Regions from separate parts of the Hordeum vulgare genome. Here region 2 is linked to region 1. The links are chromatin contacts, called in public Hi-C maps. All regions are on one chromosome and are shown on one strand. Each heading gives the region's core, a stretch centred on a gene start, on an enhancer-like site or on the middle of the called end of the contact. The rest is flanking DNA. Distances are from core to core; before and after follow the strand shown.

Region 1 (5,350 bases), core at 1,715-4,214:
TTAAATCCCCTACAAGTCAAATTCCACCCCAATCCTCTCCAATCCCCTCGTGGAAGGGATTAACCGAACAAGCCCTAAAGAGGGTGTTAGCTATGATCATGTTGTAGGCTAGCGCAAAGCTTAAGACGTCTTCTCCTTCTTGATTCCTGATGCCATAGCCAAATCCCCCATGCACCCATTCAAAACTTGTGTTAGATGTACCCACGTGGCCATTGAGGTCTCCTCCTATGAAGAGCCTCTCGCCAATCGGTACACTCCTAACCATGTCCTCCAAGCCTTCCCATAACTCCGTCTTGGTGTTCTCATTGTGGCCTACTTGCGGGGCATACGCACTGATAACATTGAGAACTAAGTCCCCAACTACTAGCTTGACCAGGATAATCTGGTCCCCATGTCTCTTGACGTCTACCACTCCATACTTGAGGCTCTTGCTGATCAAGATGCCTACTCCATTTCTGTTTGCAACCGTCCTCGTGTATCACAGCTTTAAGCCGGTACCCTCCACCTTCTTCGCCTTTTGTCCCCTCCATTTGGTCTCTTGGACGCAAAGGATATCAACGCCTCTCCTTACCGTTGTATCAACTACCTCCCGAAGCTTACCTGTCAGAGACCCTACGTTCCAGCTACCTAAGTGAATCCTCCTAGGCTCGGCTAGCTTCCTTACCCTTCTCACTCATCGAGTCAAATGTGAATTTACATAATTCATTACTATGAATAAATGGAAATGAAATTATTGATATACTTTGCACTGGACAAAGATACAAGGGCATACCTTCTTGCTTATCCTTACTACAGCTTGCTCTCCTTTCGGCATCAGAAGTAACTGCAGACGTAAAGGATAAACTTCTATGGCTAGATCAGTTTGAGACAAACCAGTATTGATTGCCTTTCTTGGTAGTGTTGGCCCTCCGCCATACCTGTTAATGGGTTTTGATAATAATGAAAAAGTTAAGCTAAGTTGATGTGAACAAGATTTCAAAGTTTACTATGTCAAACAAGCAAACGAAAAATGGAGGCTCCGCTTGCCAGAGAAGATTTCAACTTCTTTTTGTGTATTATGTTAAGCATATTTGTTATCCAGTAACCAACAACATCCGGATAGTTATCCACCGCAGGCTATGAAATATGTCGCTGCCAAAACCATCGTTCTACAGATAACAATGCCTTCAGTTCTCAAGAATTTGCGTGACAGGGATATCGTGACCAAAAACCATTCATTCAACAATATCTTCATACAATCATTTTAGAGAGAAATATATTTGGTTATGTAACAAATAGTTGAACATAACTTTCTAACATAATGAAACAAAAAATGTGATGCTTCACTTAGCATGACAAATAAAGTGAATGAATTTAGTTTACAGTAGGGGGCAGCCCGGTGCATGTAGCTCCCGCTTGCGCAGGGTCCGGGGAAGGGTCCGACCACTTTGGGTCTATTGTACGCAGCCTTTCCCTACATTTCTGTAAGAGGTTGTTTCCAGGACTTGAACCCGATGGACTGTCACTGTAAACAGCCCAATGAACAATTAGTCCATAGAATCAAATAAGGTGGCACAAGAGTGACAATAGATCCATATTGTCAGACAGCGACACATTGCTTTGTAGCAACCATAAAAAAAACAATATCACGTAGTTAAATGCACAGTCGCATTAGATTTTCGGAATCAGATTCCACATTCTAGCGAACGTGACATACCAACTATGCAGCTTTTCCCAGACTTGCTGAGGGAGCAATATATAATCACGGCCTTCAGCCAAGGTATCATGTAGCTCAATCTGCATGTCGGAGACTTCAGATGCCATGTCATCCAACAAATTTGTATTGTCAATAGCTCCTGGCCTTCTAGGAGTATTTGAACCGAATTCATGATGATGAGAACCATTACTTGGTACACCAGCCGAATCCTGAATAACATAATCAATCCAACTCTGCCACCACCTATTTAAGATCCAAATGAAGAATACAAAAATGACGCAGCAGGTCGGGATCAGTTAAACATAAGATCTGAATGCTATGTAAATCTGTATTTCAGATCATGCCTACAGAAACATAGTTTCGATGACACCTATCTACATTGTACAGCTAAGTACATAACACGCAAATCAAAGGACCAGCTAAAGCAATTGTATGTCAGAATGAAAGTTGTCAGAAGCTACCTGTCATTCAACAAGGGTATAATCTCATATGTTATATAGGCATCTTACAAGCAGCCTAGACTATACTGAACAAATGTCCGAATAACATGACAACAGGTCAGAAGATAGCTAGGCAAAAAATTGGATGCTAGCTAAGATTGAAAGGGTAATAAAATGAACTAACTCACAACGGATTGCCAGGTCATAAAATGTTCAAACTAGCAATTTTGCACACTATGGACACTAGAACCAAACAAAAAAAACTGCCAGTAGTAGCACTAATAGCAAGGAGCGCCTCCCTCGAATCTGCACAGCTATGCACCCTAGACGGATAAACCCAGCAGCAACTTAGGAGAAGCAACTAGCGCCGGCAAGAATCACCAAATTCAGCTCCTGTCCTCATCCAATATACCTCAAATCGTTCTCCGTAAGGACCTTCCGTCCACCCAAACAATAGCAGCAAGAGAATCTAAAAGAAACAGCATCCAGCCTTGCGCACTGCGTCCCTCAAAACAAAGCGCGAGACAGACGGCTGAACCCGAGACAGAAGCACGAGAAGGAGGCGGGCAGGGGACCTGTTTGTGATGAGGAAGAAAATGTCACCCTCCTTGGCGTGGGCCTCCGCCGCGGCGGTGATATCTCGGATGAGCGCCATCTCCTCCTCCGCGGGAAGCTCCGGTGCCGGCTCCGACTCAATAGTCTCCATCGCCGACGCCGGCGAGGAGCTCTGGGCTAGGGTTAGGGTTGGGTTCGGCTTTTCCTTTAGCTTCGAGGGCGCCACGGGGTAAACGAAAGGTTTGGCTTCCGGGGACGCTTTTGTTTTACCCAAATGCTAAAAAGGGCTTGGATGCTCGTTGTGAGATTTTATCCAAAAGACCATTTGCACAATCAAATTGCTAGAAAAGACCTTTTTTAAATAAAATTTACATAAAAGATTTCCTGAATCGTGGCGCAAGAGGTGCCAACCGTCACGTGGCATCTGCCGCTGCGTCTGGAGGCGACGGCACTGTTCACACGGATGCGACGACGTCTGTTCACCCAAAATAAATAGATTTTTAAGAAAAAAAAATCAGAAAATAGCAAAAGGACAGAAAAAACTGAAATTTTACACCCACCTAGAACACTCGATCATCTTTGTCGCAAAAAAAATTAGTTTCTTCTGAATTTTTCTGGTATTTTTTTAGACTACTATTCACCCATAGCAAACCTTTCCTCGCATGAAAAGTGTCGTGCGGCCACCTCCAGTCATGGCGGCAAGTGCCACGTGTTGGCTGGCGCACTTGCCGCCACGATCCGGGGGTCTTTTATGTTAATTTTTATCAGAAGTGGTTTTTTAGCAATTTTATTGAGTAGGTGGTCTTTTTGGACAAAAAATCGCTCGTTGTTAGCACTCACCATGAGAGCCATTTGATTGCCTCGCGACGTATCGCCAACTCTAACACCATAAGCACTACCTGGTTTTCGAAACTGTCGACGCAGTCGTCGCTCTCCCCTCCCAATCCCACCCTGCGTGTCGCTCTCGCCCCCAAACCCATTCTCGAGCCGTTTCTCGTTCGTCCAAACTGTCGACGTAGTCGCCGCTCTCCCTCCCCTCCTAATCCCACCCCATGTTTCGTTTTTCGCTCGTCGTCGGCGCCGAGGGGTGGTGGTTGCGCTCGCGAGCTTCGGGGAGACGCCGATCACTACTGGAATTCAGCAATTTGCTGCCCGCCAGCTCTTTACCATCAGCTGTGCAAGACCGGACGACAAAGAGCACGCTCACGACAAAGACACTCTTTGCCATCTGCCAGGGTTTTGCCGTCAGCCAGCTGGCGGCAAAGAGCCCGAAGGCACACAACAAAGAACCCACCTGGGTCCCACAAGGATTTATCGTCAGCCAGCTGACGGCAAAGAGCCCGAAGACAGATGGCAAAGACCCAACTAGGCCCCACATGTCCTGTGGGGGGTGGCGGGTCGTATGCAGGCTCTTTGTTGTCTGCCTGGGGCTCTTTGTTGTCCGCCAGCACACGGAAAAGGAGCCCTATACCTAACGTCGTCAACGGTCACCCCACCCTCTCTATTTCATTCTCTCTTTCCCTCACACCCACTATTGCGTCGCCCCCGCCCCACCGCTGCCCCGCCGCCTGGCTGCCCCCGTCGCCTCTGCCCCTCGCCGCCCCGACGACCCTATGCCCCTACCCACCGTCGTCGCCCCCGCGCCCCTATGCCCCTGCCCCCACTGCCCGGCTGCCACTGCCCCCCTGCCCCCCTTCCCGGTCGGACGCCCCCGGCGACCCTGCCCCCCGCCGTCGTGAAGCCCCCGACACCGCCGACGCCCCTTCCACCCGTCGCCAAGCCACCACCGCCATCGCGGTGCCCCGGCCGCCACAGCCGCCCCCGTCCACCGCCGCCCATGCCGCCCCCCGCCGGTGAGTACCACCGCCGACCGCCCCCTTTTTCCATTTTTCTTGTTTTTCATTTCGGTTAATTTAGTTAGTTTATAATTAGGTTAGTTTTATCAGTTTATTAGGCTAATTAAGTTAGTATTATTAGTTTATTAAGTTACTTTATTAGGTCAATTAGGTTAGTTAGTTATGTTAGAAGAAAAAAGAAGAAGAAAAGAAGAAGGAGAAAAATGAAAAAGAAAAAAGGAAAAGAAGAAAATAATTAGAAGAATAAGAAGGAGAAGAAGAAGAATAAGAAGAAGAGGAGGAGAAAAAAGAAGAAGAAGAAAAAGAGGAGAGAGGAGAAGAAGAAAGAAGAGGAAAAAGGAAAAGAAGGAAGAAGAAGAAGAAGAGGAAGAGGAAAAAGGGAAAGAAGGAAGAAGAAGAAGAAGAAGAAGAAGAAGAAGAAGAAGGTGACATCCCGACACCCCGACACGACGCCCCGTGTAACGACTAAGATGCGTCCCTTTCCTATTTTGGGGCGATGCCCCAAAAGGGAAAGAGGCGCATCTAAGCATTTCGCAAGCGAGATAATCATAGCAAATACATCAACAAAGATTTACAAATAGGGCATACATTTGCCATCTCACATAGTATAATATCAGGGTTACATCCACACAATTATTCAGACAAGATAGTCCCGCTACGGGCTACATGAAATAAGGAAAAGACTATGATATCCCGCATGTTGGCCCACGATCACGACCACGGCCTCAATCCTCTGGATAGTTCACGTACAGACGGTCGTTCTCCTCATCCTAGTGCCACGCCAGCTGCGTGCCATCTGGATC
Region 2 (5,612 bases), core at 2,576-5,075, 520 kb after region 1:
CAGCACGGCGGCGTGGTGGTGGTGGTGGTGGTGAACTAATCTAGCAGGGCTTCGCCTAAGCACGGCCGAACTAGACTAGAGGAGAAACCGATCTAGATGAAGTAGAGGGAGCACTTGGCAATTAGGGTTAGGGCTGCCTCTAATTCCTCTGGCATATATAGGAGGGAGGGAGGGGAGGAGGCAGCCTCAAACCCTCAAGGTTTGGCTGAAAAAGGAGGTGGAGGAGTCCTACTCCAATCCTACTAGGATTAGGATTCCTCCTCTCCACTTGGAAACCCATTCCTCCTCTTCCAGCTTTGGGGTTTTTCCTTCTCAAACATCATGGGCCTTAGTGGGGGCTTAGGCCAGCCCACTAGGGGCTGGTTTGTCTCCTCCCACAGCCCATGAGGCCCCTCGGGGCGTGACACCCCTCCCGACGGACCCCGGTACCCTCCCGGCAATCCCGTACACTACCGAAGTACCCGATACTTTTTCGGTGACCAAAACAGGACTTCCTACATATCAATCTTTATCTACGGACCATTCTGGAGCTCCAGTGATATCTGATTTCTCATCCGGGACTCCGAACAACTTTGGTTACCACCACCTATAACTCAACTATACCGAAACGTGACCAAACCTTAAGTGTGCAGACCCTGCGGGTTCGAGAACTATGTAGACATGACCTGAGACATTCTCCGGTCAATAACCAATACCGGGACATGGATGTCCATATTGGCTCCTACATATTTGATACGTCTCCAACGTATCTATAATTTTTGATTGGTCCATGCTATTATATTATCAACTTGGGATGTTTTATATGCATTTATACGATATTTTATATCATTTTTGGGACTAACCTATTAACTCAGTGCCCAGTGCCAGTTTCTGTTTTTTCCGTGTTTTTGGCCTTTTTCAGATAACAATATTAAACGGAGTCCAAACGGAATAAAACCTTCGGGATGATTTTGTCCATAACAGAAGGGATCCAGAAGACTTGAGAACCAATGCAAAGGGCCACGGAGGAGGCCACGAGCCCCCTAGGCACGCCCCGGGTGGGCGCCTAGCAGGCTCATGGGCCCCCATGCCTCCTTTGCCCTACCTCTTTCGCCTATAAATTCCCTAAAATCCCCAAACCAATGGGTGGAGCCACGAAAATACTTTTCCGCCGTTGCAAGCTTCTGTTTTCGCGAGATCCCATCTGGGGACCGTTCTGGTGCCCTGCCGGAGGGGGATTCAGACACGGAGGGCTTCTTCATCAACACCATTGCCTCTCCGATGATGCGTGAGTAGTTCACAACAGACCTTCGGGTTCATAGCTAGTAGCTAGATGTCTTCTTCTCTCTCTTGGATCTTCAATACAAAGTTCTCCATGATCTTCATGAAGATCTATCCGATGTAACTTTATTTTGCGGTGTGTTTGTCGAGATCCGATGAATTGTGGATTTATGATCAGATTATATATGAATATTATTTGAGTCTCCTCTGATTTCTTATATGCATGGTTTCGTATCCTTGTAATTCTCTTTGAGTTATGGGTTTCGTTTGGCCAACTTGATCTATAATTCTTGCAATGGGAGAAGTGCTTGGTTTTGGGTTCATACCGTGTGGTGTCCTCACCTAGTGACAGAAGGCGTAGTGAGGCACGCATCGTGTTGTTGCCATCAAGGGTAAAAAGATGGGGTTTATATCATATTGCATGAATTTACCCCTCTACATCATGTCATCTTGCTTAAGGTGTTACTCTGTTTGTTATGAACTTAATACACTAGATGCATGCTGGATAGCGGTTGATGTGTGGAGTAATAGTAGTAGATGCAGAAAGTATCGGTCTACTTGTCTCGGACGTGATGCCTGTATGTATGATCATTGCCTTAGATATCAGCATGACCTTGCGCAATTTTATAAATTGCTCGACAGTAATTCGTTCACCCACCGTAATACTTGCTATCATGAGAGAAGCCTCTAGTGAACACTATGGCCCCCGGGTCTATTTTACACATTATATATTCAGATCTACATACAAAAATACCAAAAATACCTTGCTGCACTTTTATTTATTTATTTGTATTTACCTATTATCACTATCAGATCTCACCTTGCAAGTAATCGTAAAGGGATTGAAAACCTCTTTATCGCGTTGGGTGCAAGTTTGTTTGTCTTTGCGCAGGTGCCTTGTTGCCTCATCTTGATACTCCTACTGGATTGATACCTTGGTTCTCAAACTGAGGGAAATACTTATCTCTACTTTGCTGCATCACCCTTTCCTATTCAAGGGAAAAAACCAACGCAAGATCAAGAAGTAGCAATATTCTATGAAGATCTATATCGGTTGAACATCTATGTCAAGGATTCAGTTATCCTTCGGTATGTTTTTCCCTTTATCCTTCGGTATGTTACTTTCCCGAGATTCGAACGTCGGTATCTCTATACCTAGTTGAATCTCCTTACCGGCAAGTCTCTTTACTCGTTCCGTAATACAAGAATATCCTGTGACCAACTCTTTAGTCACATTGCTTGCAAGGCTTATTGTGATGTTGCATTACCGAGGGGGCCCCGAGATACCTCCCCGTCACAGGGAGTGACAAATCCCAGTCTCGATTCATGCCAACCCAACAGACACCTTCGGGGATACCTATTGAGCACCTTTGTAATCACACAGTTACATTGCGATGTTTGATACACACAAGGTATTCCTCCGGTGTCCGGGACTTGCATGATCTCATGGTCATAGGTACAAATACATTGACATGCAGAAAAGAGTAGCAATAAACTGACATGATCATATGCTACATTCATAGTTTGGGTCTGGTCCATCACATCATTCTCCTAATGATGTGATCCCATAATCAAGTGACAACACTTGTCTATGGCCAGGAAACCTTGACCAACTTTGATCAACGGGCTAGACACTACAGGAATCGGGCATTTTGCCATCAAGACGCTACATACGGCAAAGAGGGAAATATAGACGGCAAAAAATTTACCGTCAGCCCATGACGGCAAACAATGTCGTCAACCCCTGTACCTGCAAAGGGTGTCTTTGCCGTCAGCGGCCGGAAGAGCAGACGGCAAAAAAATTGCCGTTAGTGAAATTATGTTACCGTCTTCTGGGCTGGTAGACAGCAAATATTTGGTAAGAAGACGGAACGGCCTAGCTAACGGACGACGTTAGTCATTTTTGCCGTCTGCTTGATGATATCACAGACAGCAAACCACCTCAAAAATTTGCCGTCTGCCCAACGTGTACAAGACGACAAACCTCATGATATCTTTTACGTCTGCCGAACCTGTACGAGACGGCAAATTAATCATGTTCTTTTGCTGTCATGAACATTACGGCAAAGAGGCTGCTAAACAGACAATATAAAAGTATAAATAAACAATATAATAGCAGAAATAGATATAACAACAGAATAGACATTATAACAACATAAATAGATAATATAACAATATAGTCCACAACACATCCATATATATATATATATACATATAGCACACACCATAACAACGACCAATAAGATCACAATATAACAAGTGTCGACAAATAAGATCACAACGGTTGTCCCCCAGGTAACGCAAAACTGAGGTGAGCATCATTGAATCTAGCAACAACAACACCTCACCTACTACATGGACACTGTAGTACATACCTCAACTGCACAAGCGCACTACATACTGATTCGCGATGCCGCCGGTGATGCAACAACCACAACCAAAAGAAAAAAGGCAAGGAAGGCTAGTGGTCCAGATTGTTGTCTGAACGCCGTCTCTGTTTGCAACCTCTAAATGCCAATAGGTCCAGGTTATGGTCATGCCATAAGCATCATTACCATTTCCTCCCGCACCCCACCATCATCAGGCTTATTTGCGGTTGCTGCTCGTCCTCCTACTCCATGTCTCTATCTGCATGGATAAGAGCAAGTTAGTTGAATGGCTTGCACATGATAAAACTACAAGGCATATATATTTATCTACATAAATAAAGAGATTGCATGGATGGGTTGACTTCAACAAAGACTGAAAGGAGAACATTTTCCCCTGCCAGTCCAAAACATGTAGTACAAGTATACATCTCTAAGAGAAGGAACCGTGGTACAACAAGAGGCGCTCCAAATTAAAATAAATCTCAGTTTCTTAATTTACCTAAGACTTGTATGCGTGCATGTGCAACGCACATCTTCATAAATATATATTTAATAAACACTGTAAATATTGTATATTGTACATGTTAACTGTAATTTTAAATATTTTGGTAACTGCAATAAAAATCGAGCACAAAATATTGAGGCAGTACTATCTAAAATATATCACATGCACTAAAATATCAGAAATATCTTTCGAAACAAATACTCCAAAAAATATTTTCAGCCATTGTTTAGGTCATACATCGTGTTGTGGAAACCCTACCATTGCAAGGTTCAAGTCATGAAAGAGCCATACATTTACACACATTTAAGCAAAATATATCAAAAGAGTGAACTTTGAGTTCCACATACCATTACAATAACAGAAAATCATAGCAGAAATCACCATTTGAACTACTAAAAAGCAATGCCACCTAACAAATTCTCTCGGCATTGTTAGAAATCAGGGTGAGCATCTACTATTTTAGCAAATTAATTCAAACCCAAAGTTTCATACAGATTACAGAGATAAACACACATCCCAGAAAGACAATCTCAATAGAATTGACATATTCTCACAACATGAATTCGCCACCACTCATAGGCATGCCAACATTACGGTTCCTTCTTATCCTAATTGCCACTTAACTAGCTAGCTAACCACAAACTCACATTACCATATACTACTCAACTGTGCGTATAATGCACAACTCAGTTTTGACTACCTGCACGTACCTGTGTGTAAAACGGCTGACCATGCGATGCTTGTCAAGTGCAGATCTGATTAGAAGATTACCTAATTCTTTGATTAACTGCTGCCAACGACAGCTATAAGAAAATACAGTATCGTGGCATCATGGAGGCAAAAATAGGGAGATAGAATTGGGAGCTGATTTATAATGGTGTCATCGTCCCGGCCGACGGCTGCAAATAATAAGAAAAGTCAACAGTTATCACACTACCAGCTAAAGGAAAACAAAGGCAGATCATATGTCACTTTCAGGGAAAACATCAGAAGTAGATGATAGGCAAAAGTAGATCATAAAATTCCCTCACACTCAAGAGTGAATAATGCTACTACCATTGACAACAAGGACTAACTATTCCCACTACCTGGATGCATTGTCCTTCATTTTGCAAACAAAAAAGAGAGTACGTTATCCAATTCCTCACATAAATAAAGCAATCAAATTCAACGGTACTACCAAAATGAAATTACTAATTACTAATATAATAGCTGGACACCCATCGTCAAAATTGGTAAGATAATCCAAGAAGTTCAATAGCTAGTATTAATTAATACAATCTAGTTAATATAAGAGGAGCAAGCATGGATTGGGTTCAAAGCGGTCAACTTACATTGGCGCTGCTTGAGGATGGTCTCCTACAAGGGTCCAGACGTTATCTCCTCGTGTATCCTTATCTTAGACTTGAGCGATGAGCAAGTGGATCCATAACTTGAATGTGATCTTCGATTGAAGTCTTACTGGACCATCGTCCGAT

Evidence for each region. Hi-C and Micro-C count contacts between places; a contact is called where the count stands out from the background.
Region 2: a Hi-C map of leaf shows a contact between it and region 1, with 7 times the contacts expected there. The contact joins the enhancer-like site here to the promoter of LOC123448461 in region 1. A contact is called at or near these places in 2 of 6 Hi-C or Micro-C datasets (leaf and seedling).

The regions. Positions count from the first base shown.
Region 1 is chr4H:245,950,357-245,955,706 of MorexV3_pseudomolecules_assembly, forward strand. It overlaps LOC123448461 (ubiquitin carboxyl-terminal hydrolase 5), which reads right to left and starts at 2,965. Exons shown (of 13, transcript XM_045125363.1): 1 at 2,712-2,965; 2 at 1,697-1,939; 3 at 773-917. The coding sequence starts at 2,842.
Region 2 is chr4H:246,469,941-246,475,552 of MorexV3_pseudomolecules_assembly, forward strand. LOC123448462 (a long non-coding RNA gene) reads right to left here. Exons shown (of 4, transcript XR_006631779.1): 2 at 5,469-5,612; 3 at 4,845-5,033; 4 at 3,438-3,888. Among protein-coding and RNA genes, the nearest start is that of LOC123448462, 4.7 kb to the right of the region's middle. Within about 2 kb of position 3,826, at least 1 of the 3 cell types and tissues checked has open chromatin away from gene starts, as enhancers often do. A contact at or near this core is called in leaf, where this site is marked.